Regions from separate parts of the Sus scrofa genome. Here all the other regions are linked to region 1. The links are chromatin contacts, called in public HiChIP or PLAC-seq and promoter capture Hi-C maps. All regions are on one chromosome and are shown on one strand. The core of a region is the stretch at or near the end of the contact, and the rest is flanking DNA. Distances in the headings are between cores, read along the strand shown.

Region 1 (2,700 bases), core at 103-2,602:
CTTTGGTCTTGTTGTCATTGCCTGTTGGTAGCAGTAGTTTGTTTACTCGGTGGCATTCACTAGCTTCCTTTTCTTGATCCTTTGACAGGACACATTTGGGATGAGCTGGGTCCAGAGTCGCATCCACAACAATGAAAGTCGTGCGAATCTGCACAGAGTCTGCATTGGGTCAGGATTCGGGGTCTCATTCTTTCTCTTCCGTCTGCATGCTGGCTGCCTTGGGAGTAGATGTGTCCTGTACCATGTGTGGGGCCAGCTACCACAGGACATGCCAGGGCACTGTGAGTCACCTGGTGGCAAAACGGCCAAAGGCTCTGTGAACAGCCAGGAGGATGCAGTGCTGAAGAGAGACTCCTGTTTGGGTGGGAAGAGAGGAAGCTGTTTCACAATTTTGCCTCCAGCCTGAGCTGCTGAACCAGCAGGACTGTGGCTGCATCAAGTTCCCCCCAGTCTCCAGCTGCAGGTCCAATGCCCTTAGCACAGACCATGAACTTCCAGGGTCAGCAACTGACCCACCCAGCCAGGGGCCCAGGACCCAGAGTTCATCCCAGGCAGCTCTCAGAATCCAAACTTAACTTCTCCTGCCTGTGTCCTTAGCCATCCTTACTGGCTCCCCTGGGCCACTGCATGTATTTATTTCCTAAGCAAACACTGTGCACTTATCACAAATACCTCTTACACCTAAGGTTATGCATGTGGCAAGGTCTTATTTTGAGTTAGTTTTTTCACATTAAATAATAACTCTAAATTGGGTGGGCCCAGTATTTTTGCTTCTATTTTGAACTGGAGAGGCTGGAGCTGAGGCACTAAGTACTCAACCCTAGACCCCCAGAGAGCACTGAGCAATGCTCCCAGCTCACATGGCTCTCAGCTGAGGCCACTAACTGCTGGGCCATTAGTGGTTCCGTTTGCTGTCCTTGGTGCCCAACTCTGACTGTTGATAAGGATGAGAATCTTTCACAGGGACACTGAGGAGGCAGATGAGACAGGGTATCAGGGCAAAGAATGGGAGACTGCCTGGAGAAATTTTCTGCCATCAATGAGCCCCATTATGGTACCACCCCTTTTTTTTCACCACATCCTTCAGAGCAGTTATAAAACAACAAGCAGCCTAAAAATAGCAAAACGTAACATCAGCCAGGGAGGTTATGAATCCCAAGGGGTTTGGTGGCAAAAGCAGAAAGATCTCAAGTCAGAGTCTGTGAACTCTGCAGACTTCCTGGGTTTAGATCCTCTGTGCTAGAGTCACAAAAGAACTTCCTGAATTACCAATCCATCCCTTTTACTGCTGTAAAAAAAAAAAAAAAAAAAAAAAAAATTTCTTTAGCATCTCCCCTCCCTTTCAGCATAAGCAGAGTGCAAAAGAGATGGGCACATTTTCACTGGTTTCCTCCTCAGCTGGGCAGAGCTCCGCCTCCCACAGTAGTTTCACTTCTGAGTTTCTGTAGCCTGCGTGAACTTCCTGGCTGCTACGGAGGGATCTAGCAGAGAGTGTGTGACTATCTGTGGTGACGGGAGTGGAAAAGGTCCAGGCCCAGGTTTTCTTGGCGGAGGGCTAGGAGACATGTGCATGTGAGTGTGTGGTGGTGGGCGGCCGCGGGGTGGGTAGGGGTTGTTTTCTGAGAACAGAGCCTGCTGGAACTCTGAAAATGGCCAGGCCTTGGCTTCAGAGCTCTCACACCCTGTCTGCTTTCTCCTTTCCCACCCTCCACATCCAGTCTCAGAAGATCCAGGGTGTGAGGTGAGTGAAGGCCCAAGACAGGCACCCTTGGGCCTCAGAGGAGGGGAGGTAGGTCCTTCTCCCCAGGAGCACAGTATCCCTGGCAGAGAGGAGCCTAGTGGACCTTCTGGGCGAGATAACCTGCCAAAGAACAGATGTCTCTGGAAGAAATTCTCTGTGGCTCCATGAGCCCGGTTCTACTTATTAGAGGGAAATGGCCTCTCCAGTAACTTTGGCTGAATCCCTGCTCTTAATTCTGGTACTGTCACTTCAAAAGAAAGGTCACTCTCTAAACTTCCTCCAGCCTCCACTGCCCTCCCTGACCAACTGCCAGGAGTAGGCAAGCAGGGAGCAGGGCTGGGGTCCCGAAGCAGCTGCAGCAGTGGGTAAAGGGCTGACTTCTTCACTCCTGTTCCCTCCTCCAAAGTCTCTGGGTTGTCGGGTCCTCATTGAAGGACACCAGGGGTCCAGCACCCAGGGTCCCACAGAGGCCCTACCTTCCCCATCTGCTTCCTATGTCCCCACATCCTGGCTTCTGCAAACTCCCGTGCTCCAGTCACCCTGCAGTTCTCCTGAGAGTCAGGTCCTGCTCTGGAGAAGCAACAGTTAACCTCCCTAGCTCTCCAGGAACTCTGCTACCCATAACCAACCCCTTCTCTTCCCCCTTTTTTTTCTTTTTAGGGACGCATCCCCGGCATATGGAAGCTCCCAGGCTAGGGATTGAATTGGAGCTGCAGCTGCCTGCCTAGGCCACAGCCACAGCAATGCAGAATCTGAGCTGCGTCTGCAAACTATACCACAGCTCATGGCAACGCCAAATCCTTAACCCACTGAGTGAGGCCAGGGATCGGACCCATACCCTCATGGATACTAGTTGTGTTCTTAACCTGCTGAGCCACAAACGGAACTCCCCCAGCTTTTTCTAATTCTCTTTCTGTCAGGTCAGGGAGGGCTAATAGAGTTCCCTGGTTCTTCTGGAT
Region 2 (2,700 bases), core at 137-2,636, 670 kb before region 1:
ATGTTCCATCACAAGTGACTAGATATAGTTCCCTGTGCTATAAAGCATGACCTCATTGCTTATCCACTCCAAATGCAATAGTTTGCATCTACTAACCCCAAACTCCCAATCCATCCCACTACCCTCCCTTCCCCCTTGACAACCACAGGTCTGTTCTCCAAGTCAATGATTTTGTGAAACACTCTTTTATCATCATCTTTTGAAACAGGATTTGAGAAACACTAACCAGGATTTCTTAGGTCTTTTTAGGTGCTAAAATTAAGATTCTTTCTGAAGCCTCTATAGTATAAATGGAGGAGCTAGAAGTAAACATTAGAGTGAGACTCAACTAGGTCACCGAGAGTCAGCTCTGATATAAACTAAGCTAAAGCAATGAGATGTAGAGTGTGTATATGAATGCAGAGGTGGCACAGTTGATGGAGTAAACAGTCTACCCCAGTATCATTCATTGTCTTCTGGGGAGGTAGCCTCCATATTCTTTCTGGATTTGGTTATTTGCAGAGTTAAAATAAAGATTAACTTGAGAAATTTTACCAACAAAAATTCTCCTTGGATCTCCCAGAGATTTGTTTCACAAATTTCGAGTGTCTGCTGTGAGTCAGGGATGGTTCTAGACGCCAGCATGATGCCCCTGATGTGGGTCAGAATCCCTTGTGCCTGTAGGGCAGTCTGAGCAAGAGCAACTCATGTATCCACCAGCAGATGGCAGTAGTAGTCAGGTTTTAAAGCATCATATTGGCTTTAGGAATAAATGGAAATAGCAAAACATTTTTAACCCAACCTGTTAATCAGAGCTACTCCATGGTTGATGTATGACCTTGGGACAGTCATTTATCCTCTCTGGAGAGAAGTTTCCCTCTCTGAATATTGGAGAAAATAAAAATTGTCTTGAGGATTAAATGAGAAAATACATTTAAATTGCTCAGCGTGAAGGAAGGACTCATAAATGTTTTTGTTCAGTATGATCGATAGTGTTCTCATGCCACCTGACAAAAGCTCAATTTGCCAAAATAGGAATAAAATCAGTTAAAAGAGGTACTTCTTCATAGAGCAATAATAATATTAACAGAGAAAAAGATCATAGCAACTAAAAATATTTATATTCAGCTAGCAATGCACACTTAAGGTAATCATCTGAAAAAAAAAGCCAGAAATTGGGCAGACTTTTTAAATTCTGCTTTTCTCACAAGTTACTTTTAGAGTATCTTGGTTGTCTGATTAACTCCCCAGTTGTGCTGACTCAAAGTGTGAATTATTTGTAAATTTCCTAGTTATCAGAGGGGTATTTGGCTTGCTAATGGACTTCCTACCTAGATAGCCAACAGAGAATGAACAGTGTGACTTTAGCTTATTGTTTCATGGACAAAGGAGACAATTGTTTCAAGACCTCCTGACCTCTAGAATGACTCAGAATTTAAAAGCCTCAGAGTCAGCTTACTTCACTTCTAGAAAAGATGTGGGGGAGAAAAACTGGCAAATGAAGTGGGGGTTGAGGGGTGTGTAGGAGGGGACACTTTCATATGCTTTTGAGAACTGCTGAAACAACAGAGGTTCCCCAAACTGGGACCCTGTTTCTAGAGCTAATCCAGATAATGCAAGTAGAGGTGTTTGTTTTTTTTAATAGGGCCACACCCTCAGCATATGGAAGTTCCCAGGATAGGGATCAAACTGGAGCTACAGATGCCAGCCTATGCCACAGTCACAGCACCTTGGGATCCGAGCCACATCTACACCATAGCTCATAGGAAAGCCAGATCCCCGACCCACTGAGCAAGTCCGGGGATGGAACCCACATTCTCATGGATACTAGTCAGATTTGTTTCTGCTCCGCCACAACGGAAACACCTAGAGGTGTTTATTGAATGAATTCATCCATATGGAAATAATTAAGATGCTGTGGGGTAGAGATAATTTCCATACAATCTCAAGAGTTCAGTCAAAGTGGCAATCTGCATTTCCATTTGCTGTCCACACATCCCCTACTTCATCTACCGACAAAAAGTGATGTCTCACAGATAGGTTGTTCTTTTGGGAAGAGCTCCACCTGCACTGATGACAACAAAGCAACAATATTCTCATTTTTACAAAAATTCATGGGATGAAATTGAACAAAGGAAAAATAGATTATAAATAGTGCTGATGAAATATGTCAAGGGCTTTTTAAGTGGTAGCTTTTTTTTGTTTGTTTGTTTTTATTTTATTTTTGTCTTTCATATGTACTTGCTGCATATAGAATTTCCCAGGCTAGGGGTTGAATTGGAGCTGTAGCTACTAACCTACATCAAGCTCAGGCTCATGGCAATTCAAGATCCTTAACCCTCTGGGTGAGGCTAGGGATGGAACCCCCATCCTCATGGTTACTAGTGGGTTCACTACCACTGAGCCATGACGGGAACTTCTAAGTGGCAGCTATTAATGTTGATAGTCTTCTTCTTTTAAAGCAGACAATTTTTTAGAGCAGTTTTAGGTTCACAGAGAAAATTAAGTGGAAGGCACAGAGCTTTCCCATATATTCCCTGCCCCTATACATTCACAACCCATACCAACATCCAGCACCGGAGTGGTAATATGCTATAACTGATGAACTTACGTGGACAACTCATTCACTCAAAGTCTATAGTTTACAGTGGGGTTCATTTTGCTGTTGTAACATCTAAGGGTTTGGACAAATACACAATGAAATGTATCTCCCATTATAGT
Region 3 (2,700 bases), core at 72-2,571, 760 kb before region 1:
CCCATGCAGTGCCTGAAACATATCTAACTAAAAATATATTCGTTGTTTATCTGAAATGCAAATTTGACTGGGCACCCTCTATTTGCCTAATCTAGCAACCCTATCTGCAGAGCCAAGCAAGCTACAGGTATGACAGCACTTAACCTGGGAGCTGGGCCCTGAAGCTAAGTATGCAGTGATGCAAGTCTGTGGGCCAGTGTAAGAAGATTCCAGACTTGGGTGGTGATCTTCTATACAGTTAGAGCAGGGAGTTCTTGGACAGCTACCAGTTACCTCTGAGTCCATTCGCACTAAACTGCCCACAGATGACCTGAGAAATAAGATTGACGACACGACACGGTGGAAGACAAGCCTAATATGGAAACGGCTGAAACACTACGAGAGTCAAGTTAGGCTGAAGCAAAGCTTGAAAGATGGGGTCAATCCCTCATTCATTATCAGTGGTGAGCATCAGGCTGACAAAACACCTCCACCCAGAACTCCCCCTGGCTCTGCAAGCTGTGCTAGCTCTTTGTCAATCACTGAAAAGAAAGCCCAACCATCCTATCCTAGAATTGCTCCTGAGATGGGGAGGCAAGCGATATGCAGGTTTAATCAAGGGGCTGGGGAAAAGGCGTACCAGCACTCGTTCTTCCAAGAAATGATCAGAAGAGCCGCTGTTGAGGCCAGGTGCAGCTAGAGCTCTGCCATTTTTCGGGTTTTCATCAGGGAAAGTCTCTCTGTTCTAGGGCAGTGTTTGGACAAGCACTCACCTCACACACACACACTTCTGAGAGAGCAGGAAAGGAAATCCAAAAGAGGCTTGAGTCTTTGAATATAAAAGCTGGTAAACACACACACACACACACACACACACACACACACTCCTTAGAAGTTTCACTGTTTATCAACTAGGAATACATTTTAAACAATAGTTCTTCAGAGAGGATGGGAAATTAAGTCAAGGTCATAAATCAAAATCAGAGAGCTGCCGTAAAGGAGCTTAAGAAAAAGTTAGGCATGTGCTGGGGGAAATAGCATGTTGATTGGATCATTTAAAATTTCTCAATGAGCACATTTCCTGCCAAACCTAATTGGGAGAAAGGATCGCCAGGGAGAAAGCAAAGGATTCTCAGTACCTTCCATTTAGATCCTCAATGTCTTTAATGAAGAGGCCTCCTTGGTGCTTGCACATGTTCTTACATGCCTTCAGGCGGCTCTTATTCTTAAATAAGATGTAATCCTTGCCAGTGCTCTTATTTCGAACAAAATTGATTCCTTCCTTGAGATTGGCAGCTTCGGCAGGTGAGAGGCACAACAGGATCTCCGTCGTTTGTTCGATGCTATGAAAAGGCAAATGTTTTAGCAGATTAATACTGTTAGATTTTAAGAGAGAATCCCTGAGCATTGACAGCTCCACAGGTCTTTTTTATGAAAATACGTTTGAAAGCCCTCCCTCCAAGTCCCCAAGCTTGGTGGCTACCTGCTGGGGCAAATTTCTCCCCTCCTTTCAATGGCCATCCTACCCATCAAGGGTTTATCTCCGCCTTCCCTGACAGCTAAAGCCCCCTCTCACTTGCCTGCTCATAGTCTGTCGTTGCCTCTCTCCAGGTATTAAGAAAGAATGGTGGTTTTTCCTTCAGCTTCTGTGGCTCATTTGCTTCCACAAGGCATTAGACTGTGTGGAGAAAGAGGATGTGAACCCAGCTCAGTATTTCCGTTGACACAGCTTCCTCCTCTACTACCTCGCTTTTAGATGCTGAACTCTATATTCAGTTTCAATAACCCACTCTACTTTCCCCCATCTCCCAGCTTTGGCAGCTGGACCTCCCTCTGCCTGAAACACAGCTTCTCTCCTTTCCCACTGAGAGTCACCACCCTTAGGTTCAAAGGTAGCGCAATCATCCCCTCCTTGGTTAAGCCGTTCAAGCTACCCAGCCCCCACCCCCAGGTCAAAGCCAACACACTTTTTTTTTTTACTTTCCAGAAGACATATAAATTTATTGTGTCTTTTTCTTTTAGTAAACATCCATCATCTCACACAGGTACGAAATTAAAGATGGGATGAGAATTCTCAGGATTTACTCCTAACGAGTTTCTTTCTTTCTTTCTTTTTTTTTTTTTTTTTTTTTTTTTTTTTTTGTCTTTTTGCCTTTCCTAGGGCTGCTTCCTGTGGCATATGGAGGTTTCCCAGGCTAGAGGTCTAATCGGAGCTGTAGCTGCCAGCCTACACAGCAATGTCAGATCCGAGCTGTGTCTGCAACCTACGCCACAGCTCACGGCAACGCTGGATCCTTAACCCACTGAGCGAGGCCAGGGATCAAACCCACATCCTCATGGTTCCTAGTCAGATTCGTTAACCACTGTGCCACGGTGGGAACTTCTCCTAACAAGTTTCACACAAAGTGCAGCAGTGTTATGTTTATCCTGTTGTACATCACATTCCTAATACTTGTTTATAGCTGGAAGTTTGTACCTTTGGATCACCTTCATCCAATTCCCTCTCCCTTCAACCCCTACCTGTGGTCACCACAAATCTGATCTCTTTTTCTATGAGTTTGTTTTTTAAAGTATAATGGATCTACAACATTATATGAGTTCCCAGTACACAACATAGTGATTTGGCATTTCTGTACATCTTTATTTTTTTTTTTTTTATATTTTTTTTTTTTTTTTAATTTTTTTTTTTTTTTTTTTTTTTTATGTACAGCAAATCAGTTA
Region 4 (2,700 bases), core at 191-2,690, 650 kb before region 1:
CAGTTATTACATGGTGTGAAAGCTTCAGGGCTATTTCTGAAACTTCATTGGTATGTGCCAGAAAAAAACCTTTTTAACAACACACTGTTGAATGGAAGATAGTTTTGAGATGTTAGTTTCTATTTATTGCAGAAAAAAAGATACTTAGTGCCTAAAGGACATAGCTAGCTTAAATAAACTGCCAACATTTGAGAAATAGTAGGGAGTCTGAGGTCCAAAGCTCTAAGACCAATCAGTTAACAAATCTTTATTGAACATATATTTGGCACAAGTTTGCTGAGGAGGTTCAAAAATCTGAGATAACATCCCTTAAATGGCCTCCAGTCAGAGTTCCCACAGTGACACAGAGTTCCCAAGGTGGTTAAGAATCTGTCTGCTGAGGCGCCATTCCACCCCACCCCACGCAAGGCGGCAGATGGATCAGGCCCTGGAGCAGTGGGTTAAAGGATCTGGCTCTGCCACAGCTTCAGGGTAGGTCGCAGCTGCTTCTCGGAATCAATTCCTGGCCGGGGAACTTCCATATGCCAGTAGGTGCGGTTATTAAAAAATAAAAATAAATCACCTAGGGTCTAGTTGGGCAGACAAACCCAAACTCAGGGAGCGATGCAAGTGTTGAATAGTAAAACTAGAGAAATATACGAGTAATTAAACAAGGCGCTGTGTGGCTGAGCTTAGAAAGCAGTGTTACAGGCAATAGACTCTAGTGGTTTTGAATAAAGGGATCATAGTCATCTGAAAAACTCTGGAGAATCTTCTCCAAAGAAGGTACACATTGGGCTGGAATCAAAAACACAGATAAGAATCAGATAATCTTAAAAGGAAGAGAAAAGCAAATGGCAAAACAGTTTTGGAGTGCCCGGTTGTTAAGCATGCGGAGTGGGAGAGGTTAGAAGGGTGGGGAGGGACCAGATAGGTAAATGCTTCATTGGGAACACCTTGCTGAGAGGCTGAAGATTATTCTTGGGGATCCAAGGTCGACGGCAGTGTTTAAAACTAGATTATCAATCAAAGCGTAGGGATGCCCTTTGCTTTTCTCTCTCCTCTCCTTCTGTCCTGTAAAAACAACCAGATTCCACAGGCATTCCCAGCCGTCAGGCAGTAAGGCAGCAATTGCGGCGCTCCAGTGATTCCTGCCCTTAAGTTGTTCCTCCGGGGGTGGGGCCCAGGGAAAGCTGGAGGGAGCTGGGCCGGGCAGGATCAGACCTATCAGCAGGCTTATTCCGGGGTTTGAGAATAACGCTCAGCTGCCCCATTATGCCCCGGGGTTAAAAGAGGTTCCGCAGCGAGTGAAAGGCATTTTCCGGGCGCTCTCCCATTTGGAATGTCTGAGATGGCAACCGGCGGCGGCGCGCCCGCGGAGCACACACAAAAAGTGTTTTCTCACCATATGGTTAGTGTTTACAGGGTTCGTCTAGCTCCCGCTCCCCGAAATGGAAAATTAATAACGTTGAGGAAATGCCAACATGTCACAGGAGGGCTGAAAAAGGAAAGGGCGTAGAGGGGTCCCAGAAAGAGGCGGTTTCCCTGCAGATGGGTCTGCGGAATCTGCGCGGGTCTGCAGCTTCCCAACCCCTGGCGCCCTCGGCCCGCGGGGATGCGGGATCGGGAAGCCCAGGCCCACCCCGCTGTCCTCCCCAGCAGCCAGCAGATGGCTCCAGGGCTTCTCGCCTCTCCTTCGCCCCCTCTCCATGCACCAGGCTTCGGCGGTTCGGGAGGGAGGCTGCTAGGAGGGGCGCCGTGCCCGCCGCCACAGGCCGGCGCCGCGTGCCTCCGGGCTGTGCGCCCCGCGCCGGGGAACGTGTGCCCGGGCGCCGGAGGCCGGCCTGGGACGCTGGCGGAGGTCGGGTCTCGCGAGGTGAGGAGGAAACGCAGGAGGAGGAGAAGGAGGAGGAGGAAAAGAAGGAGGAGGAGCGCCGGAGCTGCCCCCGCCTCGCCGGAGCCCGGCAGGAGCGCGAGGAAACCCTGGTCCCCCGCCCCGCGCCGCTCTCCCCGCCTCTCCCCACGCCTTCCGCTTTCACCTAGGGCCGTAGGTGCGGCGCCGGGACCGGGCGGGAGCTGCCAGTGGCCGGAGCAGTGCCGCCGCCAGCCGGGAGCCACGAGCCGGGAGCCCGAGCCAGCGCCGCAGCGGCCCCGCGCCCGCTCCCAATCCAGCTGGGGTCTCCGTTCCGCCGCCGGGAACTGCAAGGAGGCGTCATGTAGCAGCAACCGTAAACCCACCTTGGATTTTGTAACTCTTTTTTTTTTTTTTTTTTTTTTGTGGGGCTTGGGGACGCGGCAGAATTCTATCTCCGCCCCCGCTTTCTTGCTTATTCCTATTTGCACGCTGCATTTGCCTCTAAGAAATTGAGGGGCTCGGGGGGAGGGCGGGGGGCCGTAAATCAGAGTTGGATCTGCAGCACCCCCCGCACCTAGAGGGCCACCATGACCGAGGAGAGCTCCGAGGTGCCCGGGGAGTTGATAGGTAAGAGTCGCGCGGTTGTTGATTTTCCTTTTGCCGCTGCGCCCCCATCACCTCCACCTCCCTTCCCACCTCTGCCTTCCCGCACGTCCTGCCGAGTCCCGGCGCCCCTGGGGTCCGAGTGGAGTCGGACAGGGTCGCTGGGGGGCGCCGGGAAGTTTGCTCCCATCCAACCGCCGGAAAAGCCGAGTCCGGAGAGGGCCGGCGTGGGGAGGAATGGGGAGCCCCGCGAGCGCACTCCG

The links. Promoter capture Hi-C pulls out the DNA fragments that hold promoters and counts their contacts. HiChIP or PLAC-seq counts read pairs in DNA pulled down with a chosen protein or histone mark.
Region 2: a contact with region 1 is called in an H3K27ac HiChIP or PLAC-seq map of alveolar macrophages. The contact joins the enhancer-like site here to the promoter of TRIM38 in region 1. A contact is called at or near these places in 2 of 5 promoter capture datasets (fetal skeletal muscle and liver), 13 of 47 Hi-C or Micro-C datasets (alveolar macrophages, blood, embryonic fibroblasts and 8 more) and 1 of 2 datasets of contacts at active chromatin or transcription factors (alveolar macrophages).
Region 3: a contact with region 1 is called in a promoter capture Hi-C map of liver, with 7 times the contacts expected there. The contact joins the promoter of CMAH here to the promoter of TRIM38 in region 1. A contact is called at or near these places in 1 of 5 promoter capture datasets (liver) and 1 of 2 datasets of contacts at active chromatin or transcription factors (alveolar macrophages).
Region 4: an H3K27ac HiChIP or PLAC-seq map of alveolar macrophages shows a contact between it and region 1. The contact joins the promoter of CARMIL1 here to the promoter of TRIM38 in region 1. A contact is called at or near these places in 1 of 5 promoter capture datasets (fetal skeletal muscle), 3 of 47 Hi-C or Micro-C datasets (alveolar macrophages, embryonic fibroblasts and mesenteric adipose tissue) and 1 of 2 datasets of contacts at active chromatin or transcription factors (alveolar macrophages).

The regions. Positions count from the first base shown.
Region 1 is chr7:20,681,184-20,683,883 of Sscrofa11.1, forward strand. TRIM38 (E3 ubiquitin-protein ligase TRIM38) reads left to right here and starts at 1,353. Exons shown (of 7, transcript XM_021098422.1): 1 at 1,353-1,572.
Region 2 is chr7:20,015,050-20,017,749 of Sscrofa11.1, forward strand. No RefSeq gene overlaps it. Among named protein-coding and RNA genes, the nearest start is that of CARMIL1, 20 kb to the right of the region's middle. Within about 2 kb of position 1,387, at least 4 of the 83 cell types and tissues checked have an H3K27ac peak or open chromatin away from gene starts, as enhancers often do. A contact at or near this core is called in alveolar macrophages, where this site is marked.
Region 3 is chr7:19,916,440-19,919,139 of Sscrofa11.1, forward strand. CMAH (cytidine monophosphate-N-acetylneuraminic acid hydroxylase) reads right to left here and starts at 1,322. Exons shown (of 13, transcript NM_001113015.1): 1 at 1,119-1,322. The coding sequence starts at 1,322.
Region 4 is chr7:20,034,990-20,037,689 of Sscrofa11.1, forward strand. It overlaps CARMIL1 (F-actin-uncapping protein LRRC16A), which reads left to right and starts at 1,441. Exons shown (of 37, transcript XM_013977486.2): 1 at 1,441-1,855. The coding sequence starts at 1,456.